Linked DNA regions of Manis pentadactyla: region 2 is linked to region 1. Evidence: chromatin contacts called from public Hi-C data. All regions are on one chromosome and are shown on one strand. Each heading gives the region's core, a stretch centred on a gene start, on an enhancer-like site or on the middle of the called end of the contact. The rest is flanking DNA. Distances are from core to core; before and after follow the strand shown. Region 1 holds the start of KAT7 (lysine acetyltransferase 7). Region 2 holds the start of NXPH3 (neurexophilin 3).

Region 1 (4,536 bases), core at 810-3,309:
AGCTTGCACATGAAGACTCATAGGTATTCAAAAACATTTTATCATCTTTTCAGTTAGCAATTATTGTCAATTATTAGCCTCCTGAAATGTGATTATAGGCATAAAGATAACTTTATTAAGTGAGCATTAACACTATATCCTTTGCTAAAGCAGAACAGGAAGAGTACTTGCTAAAAAAAAAAATACAAAACTTCAAACTGCAAGTCCCCTACTCTTTATTCAAAACCCTGTAGGGCCAGTTGTGTTTGAAATTCATGTTTAATGTGTGGAAAAGGAACACTTTGCATGTACCCAGCAAGTAACATCCTACAATCAAACACATTAATATTTCCACAGCAAAATATATGAACAATCACACTAAATGAGACTTCCCAAAACTACTAGTCTCAGGACAGTTTAGGACAAGTTTTGCCACCAATTAAGTTACTAAAAAAATTTACATTTTCAGAGCTCTGTGTATTTGGGAATTTCATAAAGGGAGCTGCTGACTATTCCAGGGAACCAATACTATTCCTGCATTTGGTAAGCCTTAACCAAATAAACACCACCTATTAATGCAGGTCATTTTTAGTAGACAATAAAAGGTACAAATATTTTATTAAAAAGCCACTATGAAGAGAAAGATTTATGCAGGAATGAACAAGACCACCACCTAGCTTTCAAAATATTTCAAGGGTATTCTGGCCAGAAACATCGAGGCACCAGAGTCACAGAAAATCCACAGGATGAAGGGGAAGTCTTACTGGTCATCTAGTCCAATTACCCCAATATTTGAATCCTGACCATCCCCCCTTCCTCGCTTGACTCTGGAATTCAGGTCTTCTCCCTGGCTTTCACCAATTTACTTACCATCCTACTCTAGAGCTGACTTAATTGGTCCCTCATTTCCTTCCCATAAAGCTTTGTATCTTACGTCCAAGTAGAGAACTTGCTAGCTCCTTCTCGTTATTTATATGCCTGTTTTTCCACATTAGACTGTGATTTCCTTAGGCCAGGGACAGGTCTAGTTAATTTTTGAATTTCCAGCAACCAGCAGGTATCGAGTAGTCAAAAAACATTTGTTGAATTCAGTTAAATTTGTTCTGTAGTCCTGGCTCTGGCGTTATCTAATTGAATGGCTTGGGGCACTCCATTAGGCTTCGGTGTGTTCAGCTGCAGAAAAGGAATGGGGGTGTCCTAGGTGATCCTATTAAATCCTATTTAATTGTAAAAAATTTCTGATTCTACGAACTGCATTTTGTAGGCGCTGTCCAACTAAGCAAATAAGATAAACATGACGGCGTAGACGCAACAGGCCTAAGTGGAATGAATCCCTGGGGAGTGGGCGCTGTTTCTCTACCACCCAGTCCTCTGCTTTGTTGTGCCCCCGACCCAGACAGGAAGGATGCTAAAACACCCCGCCTCTGCACCTATCAGCAACACGAGCCGGAAGGGCGGGGATTCGTGCCACCCAATCATGGTACCAGGAAACCGCGCCCCCACGGGACAGACTGCCAAGCCCAGCCAATCAAGAGAGGGGGGATCGTTCTCTTCAGCCAGTCGAAAAGCAGTAGGGCTGGACTCCCCCCACCCCGTCACCGCCCCCGCACGCGGGGTGGTGACTGTTGGACCCAAATGGGCGGTGTCACCAGCCAATCAATATCCCTCTAGATCTTTCAGCGACCAATTACCGAGAAGAACGCCTCCGATACAGGCAAGCAGAGGGCGGGAATAGATGCAAGCATAGGCCGAGGCCAGGGTCGGGCCCACATTTTTCTTTTGGGTATGGAGAGAAGAGAGGGCTGCTGAGCTGGGCGCGGGAAGTTGGAACCCAACCATCGTGAGGCGTAGCCAATGCGTCACGTTGCTCAATCGACTGTCCCTAGAATCCCGCCATCCTTTCTGTCCCGTTCCTCTCACCTTCCTTCGCGGCATTGCCGGCGGCTGCGGCCCGATGGTTCCGATTCGGGCAGCGGCGGCAGCAGCAGTAGGAACGGTGGCTCCGGCGGGCTCCGTGGCGGCCTCTGTAGCAGTCCCAACCTTGCGGACGATCCCAAGTGCCTCCTGCTTCACAGCGTCTAAAGCCTTCTGCGCAGGCGCCGCGGGCTGAGGCGCTTTTTCCTTCACTTCCGTCTGGTGCTCGCGTCACTTGACGTTACCGGCCAGAGAGGGTGCTGGGAGGTTCGCTCCACTGGTGAGGCCGGTGAGCGCCATTTTGGGATTGGGCAGAAAGTGGCACAGATAGTAGAAACCGGGATCAGCCATTTTTAGTTAGGGGACTCGCACCCTTTGTTGGGAGGGAGTAGCCATTCTCGCTTGGGACGAAGCCTGACAGTTGAAGTTAACGGTTCTCATCTTTATTTTGGGCAAAACCTCCCTACCCGGTCGATTTAATTTCTTAAATCGAGGAAAGAAACCCCCAGAATCCATCAAGTGGCTGAGATTTAACCCCTTTGTTGCCTACTTGGCCAAAGGACGTTTCCATTTATCATATAAGCTCATAGTTGGGAAGGGATATTTTGCACAAGAAACCGTATTTTGAGAGCCATCTTGCGTCTCAAAGTGCTGAGAATGGGGGCTCGTAAAAGGTGGTGTCCAGCACCAGCAAGTTTCTTGTCTGGTAGAGGAGACATTGCCCTTGCCCTTAGAGCACAGCAAGCAAGTTAGTCGTTTACGTCGCGGAAGGAGGCAAAACCATTCTCCAGAAGCTGTAGCTCCGAAGAATTCTCAATTTAGTTTGTGGTGAGCGCCGGCCTCCTTTCCCCATTCCGTACGGGTATGAGAGCCCTGCGTGGCCTCAAGGGGTGGGGATGAGTGCTGCACCAGAATCAGGGAAGCACTGAACACATTTAGCCCAAGTGACTTCTGGAAATACAGATGTGTGAGCCAGGAGTTGGCGGAGGGAAAAAGAGAAAGGAATATTTTTGGTGGAGTTGGAGCTAAAAAAAAAGGCATCGATATTTAAATAATAATAGTGCCTGCTTTGAAAGAACATAGGAAGGAGAAGTTGGTCGAGGACATAAGGCTGCAAGAAGAGCCATAAGAAAAGCTTGAAAGTGGAGAACGTGTGTTGAGGATTTAACCTCGCTGGAGGAAAAGCCTTGAGAGGGCCACAGCTTGGCCAAGAGCGACTGGATGGAAGGGAATACAGGCGAGCTCAGTCATTAAGTTAGGATCCTGGGCCCCTGTTTCACTTGAGGCCAACTAAGATGGAGGTATTGCCCCGGAGCAAAGCTAAAGAGCAGAGCAGCAGCAGGTAAACATCTTGGAACCTGAAGAGTTAACTTTCCCAGTCCTTTAACCAGCACCCTCCTTGGGGATAATATTCTGGGCTGGTGTTAACACAGGCAGCTTTTCGTATTTAGTATTTAGCTTTTAGTGTTTAGTGTAAATACTCTTGAATAACCTACTTTTAGTGTAAATACTCTTGAATGACCTACTTAGATTGAACTGCATTAAGAACTTCTTTGAAAAGTGCTCACGTTTCTTCTTTTGTATCCTTTCAGCACTTAAGCATTTAACACCATTACTGTTATTTTGCACTTACTGGTGTGTTCCTGAGGTTACTGTTGGATGTTCTGGCTCCCCGACTGGTGGTAAGGAGCTCTTATGTTAAGAGTATATCTCAATTTTTTGTACCATCCTTAATAGTGCCCAGGCCATGCTCTACCCACAGTAAATTCTTGCTAACCAATCAGAATATGTATACTCTTTAACAGTCTCTGAATGTATAGCACTCAAAGATGGTGAAGTATCCCTCCCTGGAAGTTAGCGTTTTAGAGAATAAGATCTAAATACCAGCAAATACAAATACCAACAACACAAGTGTTCAACGTTAGTTAATCCTTATACTGGATTCTCAAACACTGCAGCTAACACTAAAGAGTTTACAGTTTCATTTAGAAATGATTCTCGTCCTTTGAAAGTGTACGCTTTGGCAAAAAGATGGGGAAAAAACACCTATGGGATAGAAAGATGATCATAAGGAAAATGTGTACTTAAGATGAAAGTACAGCTGCTAATATATTTAGAATCAGGAAGAGGGAATCCTAAACGCTTTTTTCTTCTTCCTTTCTTGTTTGAACCAAATATAATCTTTATTTTGAGTGTCATTTTCATCATGACCCAATTAACTCTTGAAACAGGAACTAATGTTGGTTTCAGAGCCTTGTCCTTGCCCATCTTCACCTGCCAGACTTCACATAGCTCCACTGTTCTTCCTGTCTTTATGCTTTCACATGGGCTTTTCTTCCTTCCTGCATGCATTTCTCAACCTTCTTTAAAATGTACTGCCTCCAGAACATCTTTTTTTATTTATTCTTTCTAAGGTACTAGCATTCAACGATACGTTATTTTGCTATATTTATACTTTTCCTTATACAATTTGGTAGATGTTCTGTTCTGTTCCCCTTTCTCCTTCCCAAATAGATACAGGAACATACTCCTATTTATTTTATTCATCCGCTCTACTAGTGTTCAGTACAGGGCTTTAATATCAGATCTGCATTAGAATTTCAGCTCTGCCATGTTCTACCTGTGTTGCTCTTGGATGGGTTT
Region 2 (4,536 bases), core at 810-3,309, 170 kb after region 1:
TCCTCTGGGGACCCCTGATGATGACATGGCAGGACCTTACTTGCACTATGAGGTTGGAGTTGCTATTCCCATTTCACAGATGAGGACACCAGGACTCAAAGATTACATCACTATAAGGCTAAGTCACATAGGGTCAGCCCTCCCATTCCAACGCACACTCCTGGCCTTACAGACCAGATGTGTCCCTTTATAGGGGTTTTATCCAAGCCCCATCCCCACCAGAAATCTCCTGTAAGACTGTGAAGCAGCAGACAGCCTCTGCTGGGTCAACTATGGCAGCAGGCAACAACCTGGACGAGGCCACCTGGAGAGGCTGTGGGAAGGGCCTGCAGGACAGCCTGACCTGGCTGCAACACAGGCCAGCTCATAAGGGTGTCAGGGAGTAGACAAGGTTTCCTGAGGGCAGCCGCCTGGTGTGTTTACTCAGCTTCTGAAGGGAGGACTTGCTTTTTGTTTGTGTTACCAGCACCAGGAGACCAGCTCACAGCTGGTAGCATCTGGATTTGCTGCTGACCCTGGGGTGAGGATGGGGGAACGCCAAAGGGCTCCAAAAGGGCTTGGGGTCTTCACACCCCCTGTTCTGGCCCTGGCCACACCCACAATATGCGCGGTGCCCTGGCCTGCTAGGCCCCAGATCAAGGGTGGAGGGACAGCCAGGAGGGGATGCTGGGCTCCAGGCTGCAAACCTGTGTGTTCTTGGCCCTGGGGATCACGGATGGCTGAATGGCTGAAGGAGGGGGAGAAAGACTGCAGGTGGGGATGGAGAAGGGAAGGGTTCTTCCACACAGTGGCTAAGAGCAAGCAGCAAAGGGAATTATTGTTTTGAGGAAAGGGGCAGATCCAGACGTGAGTCGAGGCTTCTCCACGACAGGATTGGGGTGGAGGTTTTCGAGGGGAGTGAAGCCCCAGGCTGGGGGCTGGGGTGGGATTCCCCGGCGTCGCTGGCCTCCGGGAAGCCGCGAGCGAGCGCACGGGGAGCGGGTTCCGGACGCTCCGCTCAGCTGCCGCGAGCGCCCGGGGCGGGAGCCGCCTGCCCAGGTCCTGTGGGGCTCGAGCTGCGCGCAGCCGGGAGAGGAGAGGAAAACAACAGGCGGGGAGGGAGGGAGCGGGAGGGAAGGCGGGAGCGAGGGACGAGGGGGCCGCCCCATGCCTGGACAGGCTCCGCGCGCTGGGGACCCAAGCCTGGGGCTCTCAGGGTCCCCAAGGTCGGAGAAAGCCCAAGCCCCCTGACCTGGCAGGTCATCAGCTCCACAACCCACCGCCCACTCGCCTTCCGCGCATCCCGGGGCGCGCGGAAAGGGTCGAGTAACCCTTGGCGATCCGCTGGTGGCCTTTACCCTCGTGCTCGTCGCACATCCCGCCACCAGGCGCTGGTGGGTGGGCCAGCCAAGCACCCTCTCCCCGCCCCTATTAACCCCTTCGGTACAGCCTCGGTCCTCGGACCCGCCCTCTCCCCCCAGCCTCCAGGCGTCTCCTCCGTGCCGGGGATGCTGGGGGGGAAGGAGAAAGTTTCCGGGCTCGGGAGCTTCCCGCGCTCTCCCCCAATCCTCCAGGCCCCCGCCCCTCCGCGCAGCTCCCCGCAGACCACTCACCAGATAGAGGCTGCCCTGCACTAGGAACACGAAGCAGCAGCGGGTCAGTTGCATCTTCCTCCTTTGCTCTCGTGCGCCTTTCTTTCCTCTCTTCCTTTCGGGGTCCCAGGCCCCGTCCTCACCTCAGCTCTTCAGGCGCGCCGTCCCATGCTCCAGTCCCCGGCGACTCTCCGCCCTCCCCTCTGCCAGCCGCCCAGGACCGACCCCACCCCCTTCGGTCCAGCTGTGTAGCCGCCGCCCCCTTCCCCTGGTCCAGCTGCGCGCCGCGCGGCCCCCTCTCGAGGTTCCAGATGTGCGCCTCGAGCGCTTCGAAGGGCCCCAGCTGCGCGGTGGCTCTGCGGCTCCAGATCTGCGCTCGGCGCCCCCTCGGTTCCAGCCGCGCAGCTCTCGCCCAGATGTGCTGGGGACCCGCGCGCGCGCCCGTCCCCGGTGCTAATTCCCCAGACCAGACGGCCCCTCCCGCCCCGTCGCGGCGCGCCCCCTGGCGGACGCCCCCGGCCGCGCCGAGCCCCGCCGCCCGCTCCCCGCGCAGCACCCCGCCAGACTGGAGCGCTCCTGGCGCCCAGGCGGCTCCAGCTTCCTCGTCCCTCCCACCGGCGGCGGCGGCGGCGGCGGCGGCGGCGGCGGCGGCAGGTACAGTGAGCCCAGCCGGTACCTACGGAGTTAACTCCTCCCATGCCGGCCCGCAGCCCGGGGACCCAGGACGAAGGGGATAGGACGCGGGGGCGGAACAACTCTTGGCGAGGAAGGGAGAGGGAGAGGGTGGTGGCCCTGGAAGAGGAACCCCACCTTTTCTACCCCTCTGACAGGGCGGATTCCGTGGCGGGTATTGGGAATCCACTGCCCTACCCTGAACCCCAGGAGACCTGGAATCTGGAAAGAGTATTTTTCCAAGCCCATTCCAACAGCCGGAAAAGGTCAATAACGTATCCTGTTGCCATACCCGAAAGTCCACTTTCTCTCCGTAAGACTTTGTTCTGTGCTGAGGGAAGTTCTTCTAGGTGTCTAGCCTGTACTCCTTTTGTTACAATGTCAGTTCCTTTCCTCTTCTACTTTACTCAGAGGGGCTGGCATAGCGCCCACCCCACCACCCCAATTCTCAGTCTAATCACTGTGACAGGAAACTTCTGGCCAGAGCCCTGGGCTGAAAAGTTCCCTAGGGACCAGGCTGGATTCTCGGGCGGGGTCAGGAGTAAGCCTGTGAAGGTGGGGAGGCAGGTGAGCAAGGCCTCCCTGGAGGCTGTCCCTCCATCTTTCACTACCTACTTTCCCTGTGACCCAGGGAGTGATGAGCCCGAGATGTGGGGCGCTTATCCCAGTGGGGTCCTGGGTTATCTTTGGTCTCTGTAAACTTTCAGGGCAAGGAGGAAGAACAAGACCCTGATTTGAGATTATCAAATGGGTCCCATCCCCCATCACCCCCACTCATCTCCATGTTTCCTTCCTAGAATTCCAGGGCTCTTTTAGACCTTAGAAAAATCCAAGGTCAGGTCCTAGCAACACCTGGAGGCTGTGAGGGTAAGGAGGTACCCAGTATTTGGAGTGCCCCAGCCTGGGCTGAGCCCATGGATTCAGATGGGTGGGCACTGCTCTATAGCCCTGGAGGCCCAGCTCAGTCCCCGCTGCAGCCCCCAGCACGCACCCAGCCTCCTCCCCCACCATCTGCCAGGCGGGTGCACGGGGAATGCAGATGAATCTTAATATCAGCTTGGGCCAAATGTGATGAGGGAGCCGGATTCTGCAGAACCCAGACAGCACCATAGAGCCCCTTGCATTCCCCAGGCACCTTGGATGGTACCAGCATGCAGCAGCCCTTCCCTAGCAGTGGTAAGGGGTGCGCGTGTCTAATCAAAGACCCCCATAGCCAGGGGAGGAAGGAACAGATAAATCCTCATCTGGCCTCTGAGCCTCTGGTCTGGCTGGGAGGAAGAAGCTGTCGGCCTGAGCGTGGGCAGCTGATTCTAGCACTCAGCTAGGCAGAGGCATAGCGGGCCCCACTCCCTGTCGAGCTCCAGAAGGTCCTGTCCCCAGGAGAGCAATGTGGCCCAGCAGAAAGAGCACAGGTTTTCAGGCCTGATAGTCCTGGATTCCACTCCAGACCTGGCTGTGTGACCTTGGGCAGGTTGCTTTGGTTCTCTGATGCCAGTTTCCTGATCTGTTGTTGCAAGAACTAAATGAGACCAAATGTGCAAACAAAGCTCAGGCACAATGCCTGGCGAGCAATCGTGGGGGTGCAATCAAGGGAAATTCTTGCTTTCCTACTTCCCACACATTGGCTCTGTCTGTGCCTCCTGCCAGGCCTGCCCTCACTGCCCTTTCAGCCAGTCCTGGTGCTCACTTCCTTCAAGTTTCCCCCCTGCATTCATTCATCAACCACTGTCCGAGCCTGTCCTCAGTGCCAGGCACCAGGCCAGGGTCTGGGATACAGAGATGAATGGGATACCATCCCTGCCCTCCAGGATTCCACTGGCTAGTGCAGAACTGAGACATGGAAATCGATTATTATAATTCAGTGTGGTGAGTGGAATAACAGATCCCTGTATCAGGCATTATGGATGCACCAAGGATGGGGTGGGAGGGCAGGAGCAGGGAGGGTCAGTAGTGGCCTCTTGGAGGAGGTGATGCCAAAAGCTGTGATGAAGGGTCGGTCACATAAGGGCTATTCCTGGTAGGGGGTACTGACAGGTCAAAGGTCTGAGGCTGGAAGTGAAGCAGTTTGCTGGTACTGGAGTACAGAGGGGAGGAGAGGAAGCTGGAGCAGGAGGCTGGGCCAGCTGATGGAGGGTCTTATGTGTTGGGTTAAGGGGTTAGGACCTTTGAAGGGCATTCTGGGGGCTGGTGGTTAGAGTCAGATTTGCATTTGAGAGAGCTTTTGGAGAACTGACTGGAAAAAAAAAAGGATAGACCAGAGGGAGGGGAGCAGGAGGAAAGCAGTTAGGAGATA

Evidence for each region. Hi-C and Micro-C count contacts between places; a contact is called where the count stands out from the background.
Region 2: a Hi-C map of fibroblasts shows a contact between it and region 1, with 6 times the contacts expected there. The contact joins the promoter of NXPH3 here to the promoter of KAT7 in region 1. A contact is called at or near these places in 3 of 3 Hi-C or Micro-C datasets (blood, fibroblasts and skin fibroblasts).

Annotation. Positions count from the first base shown.
Region 1 is chr4:165,739,783-165,744,318 of mManPen7.hap1, forward strand. It overlaps KAT7 (lysine acetyltransferase 7), which reads right to left and starts at 2,060. Exons shown (of 14, transcript XM_036879656.2): 1 at 1,900-2,060. The coding sequence starts at 1,914. LOC118909310 (a long non-coding RNA gene) reads left to right here and starts at 2,182. Exons shown (of 4, transcript XR_005023571.2): 1 at 2,182-2,721.
Region 2 is chr4:165,910,024-165,914,559 of mManPen7.hap1, forward strand. NXPH3 (neurexophilin 3) reads right to left here and starts at 2,060. Exons shown (of 2, transcript XM_036879777.2): 1 at 1,593-2,060. The coding sequence starts at 1,646.